2 separate regions of the Triticum aestivum genome follow, and region 1 is linked to region 2. A link is a contact called in public Hi-C data. All regions are on one chromosome and are shown on one strand. The core of a region is the stretch at or near the end of the contact, and the rest is flanking DNA. Distances in the headings are between cores, read along the strand shown. Region 1 holds the start of LOC123045293 (vacuolar protein-sorting-associated protein 11 homolog). Region 2 holds the start of LOC123045291 (SNF1-related protein kinase regulatory subunit gamma-1).

Region 1 (3,238 bases), core at 264-2,763, 640 kb after region 2:
CTCGGTACTCCGAAAAATACCCGAACCATTCCGGAACCATTCCGGTGTCCGAATATAACCTTTCAATATATCAATCTTTACCTCTTAATCATTTCAAGACACCTCGTCATGTCCGTGATCTCATCCGGCACTCCGAACAACCTTCGGTCACCAAAACACATAACTCATATAATACATATTGTCATTGAACATTAAGTGTGCGGACCCTATGGGTTCAAGAACTATGTAGACATGACCGAGATACCTCTCCGGTTAATAACCAATAGCGGAACCTGGATGCTTATATTGGTTCCCACATATTCTACGAAGATCTTTATCGGTCGAACCGCAATGTCAACATACGTTATTCCCTTTGTCATTGGTATGTTACTTGCCCGAGATTCGATCGTCGGTATCTTCATACCTAGTTCAATCTCGTTACCGGCAAGTCTCTTTAATCGTTCCGTAGTGCATCATCCCGTAACTAACTCATTAGTCACATTGCTTGCAAGGCTTCATATGATGTGCATTACCGAGGGGGCCAGAGATACCTCTCCGATACTCGGAGTGACAAATCCTAATCTCGACCTATGCCAACCCAACAAACACCTTCAGAGATACTTGTAGAGCATCTTTATAATCACCCAGTTACGTTGTGACGTTTGACGAGGCATTTCTCCGCTGTCCGCGAGTTGCATAATCTCATAGTCAGAGGAATATGTATTTGACATGAAGAAAACAGTAGCAATAAAACTGAACGATCATTATGCTAAGCTAACAAATGGGTCTTGTCCATCACATCATTCTCCTAATAATGTGATCTCGTTCATCAAATGACAACACATGTCCATGGATAGGAAACTTAACCATTTTTGATAAACGAGCTAGTGAAGTAGAGGCATACTAGGGACACGATATTTTGTCTATGTATTCACACACGTAAGTTTTCGGTTAATACAATTATAACATGAATAATAAATATTTATCATGATATAAGGAAATATAAAAAAATAACAAATTTATTATTGTCTCTAGGGCACATTTCCTTCAGTTCGCGGCATTGCACGAAGACTTCCCGTTGTCGTTGACAAGTCAGGCCGGCTCGGGTATGCGAGCAGCGACAGCGACGCACCGGCAACTCGTTCTGACGGCGACAATGATCGTTCGGTGGTCCATGAATCTCGATGTAATTTTTATTATTTTTAAGGTGTTTTGTACCTCCGATGAATATTTATAATAAATCTGATCTTCTCCAAAAAATAGAGCACAAGACGGCGAAGCTAAAGTAGAGTATGTGGCAGGATTTTCTTCAGATAAAACAGTGAATCCGGACTGTTTAAGTTAGATTGGACGGCTGAGGACATCGACTGCTGTCCTATAGACCCACCGCTCCCGTGTTGCGTTCGAGTCCGATCCTAACCTTGCTGTGGTCGCGCCGCGCACCTCCCAGCGAGGCCGCACCCGATCTGTCCAGTCGTGCTCGTGCTCGTGCCCGTGCCCGACCCAAGGCCGCAACGGAAGCCGACCCGATCTGTCCAGTCGTGCTCGTACCCGAGCGACCGAAGGCCGCTTCTCCTCCCCCTCCTTTCCACCGGCCGGCGCGGAGGTCGACCCCTTCCCACCCGAGCTGACCGGCAGTGCGCTCCCGATCTGCCTCACCTTGCGCCCAGCATGTACCAGTGGCGCAAGTTCGAGTTCTTCGAGGAGAAGGGGGCAGGGCGCGGTGGGGGAGGCGGCGCCCCGGCCGTGCCAGCCGAGATCGCGGGCCGAGTGACCTGCTCCTCGGGCGGCCGTGGCCGCGTCGCGATCGGCTGCGACGACGGCACCGTGGGGCTCCTCGACCGCGGGTTCCGCCTCTCCTACGGGTTCCAGGCCTACGCCTCATCCGTCCTCTTCCTCCAGCAGCTCAAGGTATGTACACCCATGGAAACGCATCTGGAACTGTGGACTTGCTCGCCATATGTATTTGAATTTGCAATATTGGTCCTGTACAATCAGGAGACAGAATCGATTTTATTGTTTGAAATGAACTTCTAATTATGCCTAGTGAACTAGTTCGTCAATCCCAGATGGGATGATAAGCATTGCTCTGTCGAACAGCCCTGCACAATTCCAGAAACTTATATGATTCGGCAACAAAACTTGCTTAAGCCATCAGAGTTCGGACCACATCTTTTTGTTTATTTTTGGAAGGGATGAAGTTCAACGAAATTGGGTTACCATTATCCAATAACATTGATTATATATGTATAATTTGCTACTATTTCTTATGGTGCTTAATTTTTTGTCACTAATTTCTTAGCTACTCTACCTCGGTTTCTCTCGCTGTTCGTAATGCATTTCCTCTTATGTTTTTTCGTTCGTGTTGTTTTTATCATTCATGATAATAACAGCTAAAAGTGATATTTACAACTTAATGCCTTTGCATGATTAGCAAAGAAATGTTCTTGTCACGGTTGGAGATGATGATCAAGCATCTTCACAGTCATCGGCAGTCTGTCTAAAAGTTTTCGACCTTGATAAAGTACAAGAAGAGGGTTCAAGTACGACAACCCCTTTCTGTGTTCAAATTTTGCGGGTCTTCACGAATCAATTTCCTGAGGCCAAGGTAAATCCTCCCCTTTGCAGGTTACCTTCTGTGTTCTTCTGCTAAGAAAATTTGAATATACGTTGCACACAATAACATCCTATTCTACTTGTAATACTCTTTTTAATTTTGCAGATTACATCATTTTTGGTTTTAGAAGAAGCTCCTCCCATCCTGTTGATTGCTATCGGATTGGATAATGGTTGCATTTATTGCATCAAAGGTGATATTGCACGTGAGCGTATCACACGCTTCACATTGCAAGTTGAACCTGTTTCAGACGGCACAAGTTCACCTATTACTGGTCTTGGGTTCCGAGTTGAAGGGCAGGCACATCAGCTCTTTGCCATTACTCCTAGTTCCATAACCTTGTTCAGCTTGCATCATCAACCACCAAGGAGGCAAACACTTGACCAAATTGGTTGTGAGACCAATGCCGTAGCAATGAGTGACCGCATGGTTAGTGTGATATGTTCTGTTTTTGTGCTTGTTCATTTGTTATTCTTCAAATCAGAACTATACAAACTAAAGATCATTGTGCTTGTCCATCTGTTTGTGCATTTATTTCTTCAAATGTGCTGGTAATTATGTGTTGGGACCTATTTGTTAGTTGCCCCAACTCAGTAGTTCGCAACTAGACAGCAGGGTACAAGGAATAACATGGCAAGTTTG
Region 2 (3,741 bases), core at 476-2,975:
ATGAGGGATGCAGATTGTCTGAGCCGCATACCAAGACCTCAAATCAAAGCCAACATCTGAAGCCGGAGGGCCCAACCAAGCTGCATTGCCGGGTCTGGGGCACACACCACTGGTCCAGCGCACTCTCAGTGGTCACCGCATGCGCACGCTGCAGAGGCCGCCACCATCGTCTTCCACTAATTCATCTTCAGAGCAGGTACTGACGCATCAACCTTACCAGGCCTGCCCTCGACACCACCACAGTGCCAGACAACGCCACCTCCCTATGCGCGTCCATCTTTCTCAACTTTTTTCTGATTCGGATGTATATACACACTTTAGGTGTTTGTTCATATTTGAGTCCGTACGTAGTCCATATCGAAATATCCAAAACATCTTATATTTAAGAACGGAGGGAGTACAATTTAACGCATCCACACAAATCTTCTTTTACAAAACAAAAGCTAAAAATAGTTTATTTAGCCAACTGGCCTAATCCAATTGGGGATTAATAGTTCCAGAAGATATATTTTGATCATGATAGACAGGTACTGGGAGTCATTTCTTAGTTTAGCATAAGCTGTTATCAATACACGTCAGTCACATAATATCAATACACGTCAGTCACATATATAATTTATAATGGCATAAAGCAAAGAGAGTCCCGGACGGCTCTTGTTTCGGTGGTCTAAGAAGTGAAAAAGACCTCTCAACAAGAGCAAGCATAACTCCCTTAGCCTGAAGAGTTGAACGTACTGGGATTTTGGAACACTTGCTAGAAGCTTTCAAACCTCCACTGCATTTTCAGTCGTACACCAGAACAGTGCTACTGCCCACTGATATCAAGAATCAACCTGGAAGTGGGCTATGCGCGTTCACTAGAATGGCCACGACAGCACAAAACTCAAAAAGATAGACACGCCTGGTCTGATGCCCCCGTCGGTCGACATGAATGGCAGGCAGGCAGGCAGGACAGGGACGAGCACATCACGTCAGCTGCTGAGTGCTGACACGGAGCGCGCACGGCACAGCAAGAGGCAAGAGAGAAGAGACGATCGAGCATCAGGTTTGCACCAGTATCTGCACAAACAACGATACAGATGGAATCGGCATCCAAAGGAGAAATTGCCGGTGTGGCTCCAATTCTCGACACGGAGCGACGCGAGTTTTTCTTGGCGCTAGGAAACCCGGTCGCTCACAAGCAGTCACATTTGGACCAACTCGCGCTACGCTACTGTTGTTGCAGCAGAGCAAGACAGGGGCAAACATATAGGTACAGTAGAAACAAGAGCGCAAGCAAGCAAGCAAGCGAGCGAGAGGATTACCTTGCGAGGGGTGGGTGCGCGGGAAGGCGGCGACGGGGATGTCCTCGAAGCAGGAGTTGAGCTTCTCCGACGGGGACAGCTGCGGCTGCGCCACCTCCCACAGGTCCTCCACCCGGTGCCCGATCTCCGCCTCCGGGCTCCGCGGGCTGTCCGTCTCCATCTCCTCTCCCCAAACTCGGCGTCCTCCGCCTCCCCCACTCTGTCTCCCCCTTCTTGGCCGGACCGGAGTACTTCCTCCTGGATTCTCCCAACAGCTCTGTAAATAACTGCACGATCTCTCTCTCCTCTTCTGCTTGCTGCTACGCGCGGGGAAATGCAAGAGATATATTAAACTCTAAGCCAAATTGCTGCGTCGACGGATGCGAACCCGCTGATACTAATAATACTGGCACTCCGCCTCCGCAGTCAGTGTAGTGGTGTCTTGTTCTTATCTCTGCGAGTCTAAACTGTCAACGCGAGAGAGGGGCCCGCGTGCGAGTGCGAGGACGTGCTGCTCTCCGCGGCGTGCGTCCACGAAGCACGCTGACAGGAGGGGAGCACAATATAGAGGGACCACATGTCATCGATGCTGCTCGAGATCGAGCTTTGTCCTTCCAAGTCTGTTTCTGGCGACCAGACGAGCAAAACCGCTGCGGCGAGGCGGCTCATGGACAGCCCGTGTGGACGTGGCCAGATTAGCTGGTTTTCTTCCTTCTTACCCTCTTTCAGCTGGCTTCGTCAGATTATGTGGGGCCCAGGTTAATATATTTAGTATGTAATAATCCAGAAGGTTCGGGGTGTGCTACGTCGAGGCGCACGATAATAACTACACCCTCGTGTATTTAATACTCCCTCCGTTTTATACTGCAGTGCGTATAGATTTATCAAAAAAAAAATCAAAACTTTATAAAATTTGATCAAGTTTATAACTACGCCAAGGTCCTCTCCCCCTCTCCCTCCCGTGGCGCCCCGCGGGCGCCCCTGGAGAAAACCCTAGCCTGTCACTGTAGCTCCCCCCTCCTCCACTGTCGTTAGTGGGCGTCGTCGGGCAAAGTCTGTGCTGCGTCGGCAACAGCGGGCCTATTCACTTCCTCGCATCGGCCGGGGGGCGTGGGAAGTCAGATCCGGCGGAGGCTCACACGCGCGGCGGCTGGGTGCGACTTGGCGTCGACTACGAGCTCGAGGAGGCTTGGACGGGAGGAACGATGTCGACGGTGTTCCAGGCGGATGCAGCGGCTCGAGTGGGCTTCCCTCCCCGTCTGGATCTAGCCTATGCAGCGGCGGCGACTCGGCTTGTCGTGGCTGGAGGTGGTAGGAGGTTGCCGCACTGAGAAGAAGGTGGAGAGTGGTGGGTTGGATATGCGACTCTGCTGGCGGAAGTTGGCGGAGTTTGGTGATGCTCGTGGCACCATGGAGGTGGAGGGGCTGCCCTTAGCTTCGGGGGAGGGGGGAGGGGGAGGGCGGCGGTGTTGGGCGGGCCTAGACCGGTGGTATTGGCCAGTGTGCTTTGCCTCTTCTCGCCCACTGGTGGTCTTTGCACTGGTGGCCTGGGTCCGCTGGGCGTGGTGGCTTCGATGGTTGGTGGTAGTTCCTGGCGGTGGGTGGTTCGACTCCAGATGCGAGGTGGTGGTGGAGATGGTGGAGGTTGTTGTACTGCTTGATGTGACGCCTCCCATCATGGTGGCCAGCCTGATTGAGCAGCTCCGGGACTTTGGGTTTTGTGATCTTGAGCTAGGAGCAATCCATGCTTCGCGACGCTGAGGCTAGCAATGGCAACATCCATGGGGGCCGTCCCCTCCCTGGAGGCATTGCTTTGGCCCCGATCAAACTCCCTCACTCATGCTCAGCGGAAACTCTTGGTCTAGCCTTTGGACTAGGTGGCGGCGGCAAGGTGTTGTTCCCTCCTTGAAGGCGATATCTCGTTGCTCGAGGAGTCCCGGTGGCACAACTCTTGTCGGTGTCGGCTACCACTCTGGGTGTGGGCCTTCGCGGCGCAATGTACACCATCGCCGGAGCTCTCTCGACTCCTCCTCTTCTAGGTCCTCCCAATCCCTGCCATCCACTTGTCGACTTCCTCTTGGCACAATGGGCGGGGTACGTTGGTTTGTGTTGTCCCGAGTCTTGGTCTTGTTGTTGTTGGGAAACGTTGCATGGAAAACAATTTTTTTCTACGCACATGCAAGATATATCCATGGAGATGCATAGCAGCGAGGGGGAGAGTATGTCTATGTACCCTCGTAGACCGTAAGCGGAAGCGTTTGACAACACGGTTGATGTAGTCGAACTTCTTCGCGATCCAACCGATCGAGTACCGAACGTACGACACCTCCGCGTTCAGCACACGTTCAGCTCGGTGACGTCCACGCCTTCTTGATCCAGTAAGACAACAAGGTAGTGGATGAGTTCCGGCAGCACGACGGCGTGGTGACGGTGATGATGAAGTTATCTCTGAAGGGCT

What was found. A called contact is a pair of places that touch in the nucleus more often than the background predicts.
Region 1: a Hi-C map of leaf shows a contact between it and region 2, with 7 times the contacts expected there. The contact joins the promoter of LOC123045293 here to the promoter of LOC123045291 in region 2. A contact is called at or near these places in 3 of 5 Hi-C or Micro-C datasets (all in leaf).

Annotation. Positions count from the first base shown.
Region 1 is chr2B:428,230,338-428,233,575 of IWGSC CS RefSeq v2.1, forward strand. It overlaps LOC123045293 (vacuolar protein-sorting-associated protein 11 homolog), which reads left to right and starts at 1,514. Exons shown (of 5, transcript XM_044468296.1): 1 at 1,514-1,890; 2 at 2,414-2,587; 3 at 2,702-3,025. The coding sequence starts at 1,651.
Region 2 is chr2B:427,589,768-427,593,508 of IWGSC CS RefSeq v2.1, forward strand. It overlaps LOC123045291 (SNF1-related protein kinase regulatory subunit gamma-1), which reads right to left and starts at 1,726. Exons shown (of 6, transcript XM_044468294.1): 1 at 1,305-1,726. The coding sequence starts at 1,464.